Linked DNA regions of Triticum aestivum: region 2 is linked to region 1. A link is a contact called in public Hi-C data. All regions are on one chromosome and are shown on one strand. Each heading gives the region's core, a stretch centred on a gene start, on an enhancer-like site or on the middle of the called end of the contact. The rest is flanking DNA. Distances are from core to core; before and after follow the strand shown.

The links. A called contact is a pair of places that touch in the nucleus more often than the background predicts.
Region 2: a contact with region 1 is called in a Hi-C map of leaf, with 2.9 times the contacts expected there. The contact joins the promoter of LOC123085764 here to the promoter of LOC123085762 in region 1. A contact is called at or near these places in 2 of 5 Hi-C or Micro-C datasets (both in leaf).

What each region holds. Positions count from the first base shown.
Region 1 is chr4A:176,307,225-176,311,436 of IWGSC CS RefSeq v2.1, reverse strand. It overlaps LOC123085762 (protein PHOSPHATE STARVATION RESPONSE 1), which reads right to left and starts at 2,602. Exons shown (of 8, transcript XM_044507462.1): 1 at 2,496-2,602; 2 at 462-1,088. The coding sequence starts at 1,034. LOC123085760 reads left to right here and starts at 3,440. Exons shown (of 6, transcript XR_006439873.1): 1 at 3,440-4,044.
Region 2 is chr4A:176,643,521-176,647,985 of IWGSC CS RefSeq v2.1, reverse strand. LOC123085764 (proteoglycan 4) reads left to right here and starts at 1,791. Exons shown (of 11, transcript XM_044507465.1): 1 at 1,791-1,977; 2 at 2,770-2,907; 3 at 3,078-3,263; 4 at 3,342-3,453; 5 at 3,582-3,615. The coding sequence starts at 2,837. It overlaps LOC123085766 (a long non-coding RNA gene), which reads left to right. Exons shown (of 5, transcript XR_006439876.1): 5 at 1-395.

The DNA.
Region 1 (4,212 bases), core at 1,353-3,852:
GATTCTAATGTAAACTCTAGTAGTCGATCTAATAACGACCCTCTTTGAACAGTGCAAACAAGAAATCATTTACTGGTGCCCTAACCATCACTCTAACAAAACCTACTACACATCAGTTTTAAACTTCCAATAAGAGGAAGGGATGGTTACCTACACTGTTTAAAGAGGCCCCAAGAAGTATGCCCCAATGTGTAAATGGAAGTATGGCCCGAGAAGTATACAGTAAGTCAAAACTTCCTCTTAACTTTAAAATTGACATACATTAAGGTATCTAGGTTGGCCACACAAAAATGATATCATAATACCAGTATATGCACTGGCAAAGAGCTTACGTGAAATTACAACTTCACAAGGTTGGCTAATATGTCATAATAAACAAAAAAATTACAGATTACTTCTAAACTATCAGAACCCAAGACAGAGCTGCCACGATGACTCTTTATGCCGTTTCATTTGCATACCTTTGACTGGGGATCAGCAGCCGTTGCATCTAGAATATCTCTCCAATCATCATTCATTATTTCTGCCCACCATTCATTTTGTTTAGCAACCACATCAGATGTCACAGCAGGACCGCCGTTCTGGATCTGACTACCAGAAGCAGGGATGTTATCCCTGTAATCTGATAAACCATCAGCCGAACCTGGGAACCAAGTTGCCCCAGTGTGACCTCCAGGGATATTATTAGATAAGGTCTGAAATACTTCGATATCTGATGGCTGAGGAGCAAAAGGAGCAACCATAGACTGCCTCTCATGGTTAGGCGCAGAATCCAGAGGATTAGGTGAGTATCCTAATGAGGCTGCATATGATGATCTCATAGCACCAGCTCTTGGGTGCAAAGTAGCAGATGGAAGTGCACTCTGATGTAAGGGCACAAGATCACTCGTCAGTTGCCTTTGCATCGGAGTGAGCTGCGGATTGTAAGGCCCATGGAAGGTTTCTTTCAGAGAATTTGGCAGAATAGGTAAAGAGGATGACATTCCTCCAGAAACCCTGCTGTTGTGAGACTGTCTCAGATCACACCTCCTCATCAAGAATTGTGCACAAGCGTTGTGTCTTTCCCATAAATTGATTTTGATATGTTCCTACAGAATAACCTTAGCACAAATGTTAATCCATTAATCTACCACAGGTTAAGAAATGAAGAGTTAATAAAGGGAACCTATGGTTACACCGTACGAATTGTAACCATCATAAACATAGGCAACTGTAGCTATATCAAGCATGCATATCTGCACCCTGAAATCAACCATGAGTAAGTAACAATCTAACTAGTGTGATCAGGATCTCACGAGCAAAAAAACAAAGAAATGGCAACATCATAAAACGTGTTAGCAAGAGTCATAAAGTTGCGTACTGGTGGCCAGCAACATATTAAATTATTAATATATCATTTGTCCTTCTCCTTCTTCTCTAAGCCATATTTTTGTCTACTCCAATGACAGATCACAAGATAAATTATGAGAAAGAATACTAGGCCCTCAATTAGTATTACCATTGTGATGCTTCAAAAAAAAGTAATAGAACAGAAGCAGATTAAACCACATTGCAATCCCAAAGGAGCGCTTTTTTTACCATCTCTCAAGTGTAAAGTCAATACTTCCTTTGAAGCTAGAAACCGGGTCATGTTTCTGCATAGACACACGCATGCAGGATCCTCTAGAGAAGACGCTACCATACGTATGTCCTGATGTGGGGCAATGACCATCTTTCTACCATCGATAACGCAACTTTTATTCACGCTCTGAAGCTTCATAATACAACAACAAATGCCCTTTTTCAACAGAAAAACAAAAGAAAATGGCAGGTTTCTATTCACTGTGCAATCTATGTATGACACCATATATATATAGTCAAACAAGGAAACACATCTTGGTACGCATGTGGTACTATGTGCTATTAACTCGCAGGATGACAGGCACTGTCTAAAGCCCATACAGGAGGATCTGAATTAAACCCCAGGGGACAGGCAACTGTAGGCAGAGGGGGCAGGACAATCACAAGGGCACCTAATTCTCCCATAACACCTCCCACAGCTCCCAGCCCCACCAAATCCCCAATCATTTTCCGTACCGGCAACATCACGTACTCCCACAACTCACGAGCACGTGTGCCACCACCGCTCCTCGCAAAACTCTCACCTAGGACCCCCGCACCAGCAAAGCATGTCGCGATCAGAACCCTAGAGAAACCCTGTGTGCCCGCCCCCCGCCCCCCGCCCCCGCGCGCGCTCTCCTCCGCTCCTGTCCCGTCGGTCCGATTCGCCTCCGCGGAGCCGATCACGCCGACACGACGAGCTAGGAAGCGACGGGCGAGCTAGACGGCGTGGATTGGACCTGGAGAGAGGAGGGGGGGATTCAGGAATTGGGGGAGAGACGGCCAGTCCGTACCTGGGTTGGGTTGTGAGGAAGCTGCTGGATCGGTGCGGCTTTGGGGGGAGGAGATGACAGCAAGGGGGAATTCTGGCTGGGGAGAGAGAGGGGAGGAGGAACCTGGTGCGCACAAGAGGAGGACGACGCCCACCAGTTGCCGGGGGGAGGCGCACCGCGCACCCCCACCGCACCATGGGCGCGGCTTTTTGCGGATAGGCCCCTTCGGCCGCCCTGCGGCCAACTTGGACGGCTAGGATGGTGTGTGTGGCCCACTTTGATGTGATTGCACCGCGGTTTCTCCTTGGCCCAGGCCTAGTTTAGAAACACGGTCTTTTCCGGAAAACGTAGCAATGTCAGATTATGCGCTGCGTGCAAAGCTTAGGGCAAAGTAAATTCTAAAGGGCGTCTTCAAAGCGTGCGGAAGATCATGTTTTCAATTTTAAGTGATCACATAGACTATTGAATCGAAAACAGTGCACAAAGACATTTGACGCTGATGGTCTAAATTTCATGTTTTAACCATTTTCTGAAACTTAGGGCCCGTTCTAAAGTCCTCCCAACTCTCTCAACTCTAAAAATTCTGCTTCTCAACCTAACTTCTCGCTCCACGCAGCAATTCATGTCCGTTCTGCACTGAAAACAGCTTCTCCATCGCCAACTTGGACTTCCTGCGAGTGTTGCGCCATGTTGGGTTGGATAAAAGTCGTTAAATGGGCTGCATGCAGCCCAAAATGGAAGGAGAGACACGCTGAACATGTTTCCACGAGATGAAAAATGGGAGAAGAGAGATGAAACGAACCGTTTTCTTGACTTGGGGGTGGCAACCTTTGTAACTTCAGCCAACTCCAAGCTTCTGTGGATTGTGAAGTTACGATTCCCCAACTTCTCAAACTCCTTCGTATCTACTACCACTATAAAAAAAAAGAGGGCGAAGAACCAAATCATTCTATGCATCAAAACCTACGATCTGATGGTCTACATCCCTCCAGAATACTAAACGCGTTTTAGGCTTTAATTACCCACCATGCCATTAGCTGCTAATGACCCCTTTCAAGAAAAGAAAAAATGTTGTAGCCCACGTCTTCATCAAACTGCACGCACGACGCCACTCCTCTGCTACCGACGCATCGCAGGGGCCGGGGCCGCCGTCCCGCCCGCCGCTCCTTCTCTGCTGCACCACAGACGCTAGCGCGGATCGCCGTCGCCGCCCGCCGCTCCTCCTCTAATTCTAGACGGACGCGAGCTCGGATCGCCGTCGCCTCCTCCGGCCGCTCATCCTCTGCCGCCCCATGGTCTCGACGCCGGAGGCTCTCCTATTGGTCGGATGCTGCCCCCACGGATGCGAGCTCTCGCCGCTCCTCCTTTTCTGCCCCACGGGCTCGCCGCCGACCGCTCTCCCTTCGTCGGTTGCTGCTCTATACGCCCATAGCCGTAATTGCGGAACGCGCCGCCGATTCTCTGCGCTGGAAGATCAGGGGAAGGCTCTCCTCTGCATCGGATCTGGCATCCTGAGCCTTCCAATGATCGGATCCGGTGAGATTTGCCACCTCCTGCTATCGTCCATGTGTAGCTCGTCGACTTCACCCAGGATGGCCACCAAGACGAGTCGACGACCTCTGCCTCATAGCTGTCTTCCCCGAGAGCTGACGCTGTCTCCATGCCGCACGAGGTTGCCGTTGCACCCACCACACACTTAGCATCGTTGATATTCTATATGTAACTCATCAATTGATAGATTTTCTCCCTGCTGTGACTTGCATTTTTCTACATTGCTTCGTATTAAGTTGATTGGGACTATTTGATTGAATAACAAATAGTAAACAACCTCTGTCGCTGA
Region 2 (4,465 bases), core at 542-3,041, 340 kb before region 1:
TGCGTCGCGGGGTAGTTGTTTTGAGGCGATTTGATTGCGATCAGTTTCCTGTTTTTATGGCTTGCGTGATCGTAGGGCTTGCAGAGGTGGGACGGTAGAGTTTTCGTCCGCCGAGGAAAATTGCTAAGCGCAGTTTTGCCTGAGGGTTAGTCTAATCTTAATGGTTAGATCTAATTAAGTAATCTGATCATGAGGTTGTAATTGGTCCATGATGTTTTGTGTAGCTTAGGCTAGGTGCACTTAGCAATGAATATGTTTGCTTGTTTAATAGTAGTATAGATAATGTCCATTACGCCAACATAAACATCCATGTACATATACGATGTAGTAGTATACGCACAAACCACACGCATCTTTCGGCTGCTCCTTCAATACGATGCTATCACAAACGCAAACGGTGGGTTTTGGGTGTCCTTGTGGCTTTGACCATAAAATCACGATCAAATCGATGTGCAGATAATTTTTCCACCAATTGACCTGCAATTACTGGGGTTTTAGAGTTTGGTGTTTGAATTTGTTGAACACATAATTTACCTACAAGTTCAAGGTTCTGTACTATGAACTACTCATTCCTTTTTGGTTTACAGAGCTTAATTCAAAAATCTCACCAATCAAGGTAGATGGTGAGTGGTGGAATACTTTTTGTAGTTTGCAAAACACACAATTAATGCTTTTGTTTTTCTCAAAAAATTATGTTTACCAATGTATTAATTGCAATACATGCATGCATAAAGTATATGTATTGGTCAATTTTCTTTTAATACTTGCATGTAATGATTTAATATATTTTGGAATTTGAACATGTGACGGGGAACAACCAAATTGAGCCTTATAAAATGAAAAAACTAAAATTTTGAGATAAGATCTATAAACCGGAAAAGAGGGAGTATGAATCTAATTGCTGCTTAAGGCTAGCCATAGTGGGCGTAACTTAAGTACTACCTCTCTCTCAGTTTACAGGGCGTGTGCGTGCCCCTAGGTCGTCAATTTGACCAACCTAATACACGTCATATATTATAAAAAGTATATCAATATAAACTTCAGATGTTTTATTTTCAAACCGTATAATTTTTGTGTTATGTAGTTTATATTAAGGTGATAAAATTGACAATCTAGGTATACGCGTAGGACTTGTAAACTGAAACGGAGGTAGTAGTAACATAGCACACCCCAAGAAAAAATTGCTTATGTGGCATGGAGTTAATAATGAGAAAAGAGATGCTTGTGGTAATATAATATGTTACTGTAACATAACACACCCCGAGGTAAAATGAGTCTATATCTCAATTAAGAAAGACTTACATGTTATCATCCATATGTTACTACCTACTATAAAAATAGTAACATAGACTAGTAATATATACATGCCATTAGTCCAAGTTACTCACCACTATGCCAACCTAAGTTTAGTCATTCTACACAGAATAATGCTAATTACTCAACATTCTCCTTGCCGGATATTCTCCATCGCATGTGCTTTAAATTTGAATGATGCAATCCCCAATACTGTATTATTGTTACTATTCATTTCAATATTTCGTCGGAATTGTCAATCAGATTTCTTAAACAAAAAAGAAATCAGCGCGCGCAAAAGCGGAGTACGTTTCCTACCTATAATTCCCCGGAAGGGCGTTATGGTAAATTCTCCCGACGCGTCCCACCGACCGACGGCCTCCTTTTGAAACCGCAAGCGCACTCCACGGGTACACAAAACACCAGGCCAGTGGCGGGACAGTAAATAAGTGCAATACCCAGTGTCAGTTCCTCAACTGGCCCTCAGTCATTTAAACCCCGCATTCCGCAGTTGTGCCTTCTCCTGGCGTCCATTCCCCCACTCGCTGCTGCAACTGCAACTGCCCCCAGCGAAAAAAGGAGCGACTCACGGAACAAAAATTCTCCATCACTTCCGAGCCCTCGATCCAGTCGGCGCGGCGCCGGATCGAATGCGGGAGGCGGAGGCCGCCGCCGCTTGATCTGGTGAGGCATTCGTCTGCCCTGCCTTAGTTTTCTCGGGTGTTTTTGCTGCGGTCTCCTCGGACCTGGGTGGGGGTGGCTTGCTTGAGCTCGAAGCTTGAGGCAGTGGGTCGGTGAGCGGGCGTTGTCGCCTCCAGAATCTGGATCCGCCTTCTTCCGTTCTGTTTTTTGGCGAGCCATAGGAGCCAGGAATCAGTGGAGTTGGCCTGCCTGGATCTCTAGGGCTTTGGATTTTTGTCTGCGAGGGATTTTGGGGTTTTGGATCCGGGAGCCCCCGCGGGCTCCAAACTTTCGATCGCTTAGAAACCCTCCATTTCGGATTCAATGCGTCCAGTGCTTAGTTTGGTAGCTCTGATGATGAAGGATCTGCACTGATGGTACTAGAATTTTGTCTTTTGGGTTTGAATTGTATCTGCTTTTCTGCTTCTCTGATCTATGAATCTGATTGCGTTAACTAAGGAAATTGAGGCATACTACACTCGTACCACATGCTATTTTACCGCTATAGAAGCCTATAAGTTTGTCTGTGCTGTGGGAACATAATCGAGCGGAATGAATGACTTAGGTGTGGAGTTGGTTCGGTGATACATGCACAATCAGTTTGCTCTATGCTTGGTTGGTACCCTCATGCTGAAAAGTAACCTGCATATTTGGGCATGGAACATTTAATCACTTATTATTATAGATGTTGACATATTAGCGTTTCTGACCTTGGCAGTAGCATTATCTCTCTTCTTTGTTATCTGTTTCCTTTTGCAAGGTTGGTGACGTTTCTGCTGATATTCCCGTTGACAGGTATTTGAAGTGGACAAGGAGCAGATACGATCTATAGAGGGTTGCTGTGCTTGTAGTTGTGGGCAAAATGGAGGGGAGAGTTGCTGGCGACGTGGAGCTTGATTCTGCAGTGTTCCAAGTGTCATTGACCAAGAACAGGTGAAGCACTCTGTTCACCGTGATTGAGCTTATGAAGTGTGCTTCAGATTTTCGTCGCTGCATTTGGCTGAAAACTGTTTCATGGATATGCCATATTGAGTCTTTTATGATTCACAATCTCTGATATAAATTCTGACCCGCCCAGTATTGTGAAACCTTTCCTTCATCAGGTATGAGGCAATTGCTTGTAATGGAGAGAGTGCCGAACCAGTAGCATCTGGTCCTTTCGACCAACTAGTCCTGCACTTGGAAGATGCCAAAAATTTCCAATCACGTTCATCAAGTGGCTCTTTTAAGCTGTTATTGGCTGGGGATGCAAAAGGCTCTACCTGGTTCACAAAATCCACCTTAGAGAGGTCTTTCACCTTAACCTTTTTCTAGTTACTTGTGTTTTTTATAGTTGTAATCGTAACTAAATTGAACATCCCTACCAGATTTCTACATATCATAAATTCGCCTGATGCATCCAAAACGGCGAATGGAATTTTACAGGAAATGTCTCAGCTGGAGGAAACTAGAAAGTTTCATGATTATCTACAGTCCAAGGTATCATAATTTTGTCCCAAAAGAAGTAAAACAAATTTTCTGTGCTAAGTTTGCTTGCACATTTAAGTTCAGTTCTTATCTAGAAAAACAGCAGACGCCGTAAATAACAAAATCCATTTTTTATGCAGGAACAACAAAATCTTATGGGTGGTGCTTTGACAGGTACATTCAAAGAAAGTCTTGCTTCTTCCATTGTTCTTTGTACTCGAAAGCCATCACAACCTTTCAGCATGTATGGCTGTATGCAATATGGCTTTTGTCTCCTTTTTATGAAGCCTATCTAATCAAATTTTGGATTCACTTTACCATTTTAGTGCTATGAGTGATGGACTTAATAACAGTTTAGTTCTACTCTTAGAGCCTGTTACTCATTCCCTGGTTGAAATCACATTTTTTATCAAGCATAACACTCAAATGGTTGATGAATCACAGTACTTCATTGGTGACTTTAGTTGGTTCCTTGACTATTTAGTTGGTGACTTTGTTGGTGCATTGTGTTTTGATATCTTTAAGACTTTGTTGGTGCATTGAGGCCATTGACATATTTTCCTTGGTCCATCCATTTTGTTTGCTTGTGTCCATAGATAACGAATCCTACTATCGTACCCATGATTCTTTGCCTATCACTAGAAGAAATTAGCTGCCTGCTGCAAATTCTAGAAATTATCTATCTGTCAAAGACATGAAAACATAATAAAAATTGCTGTCTTGCACTCACACGTGATTTATATAGGCAAATGCATTTTGGCAGACACTATTTTCTCTAATTGGATAAGTTCAACCCTTCTTTTGACTTAAAAAATCGGAACCCGAGGCATTTGGTCTGACATAAAATGTTTTGATGCTCTAAAATATTATCTTTGGGTTTGTTGAAAATGTTCACACTTCACATTTCTGCATGCGCGTCAATGCAAATGAAAACACTCTATTAAAAAAATTGAGCACTAAAACCTATAGGTAACTGTTTTTAGTTTTGACTTAGTACAAGCAATTTCTATGGATGGCAAGGGAT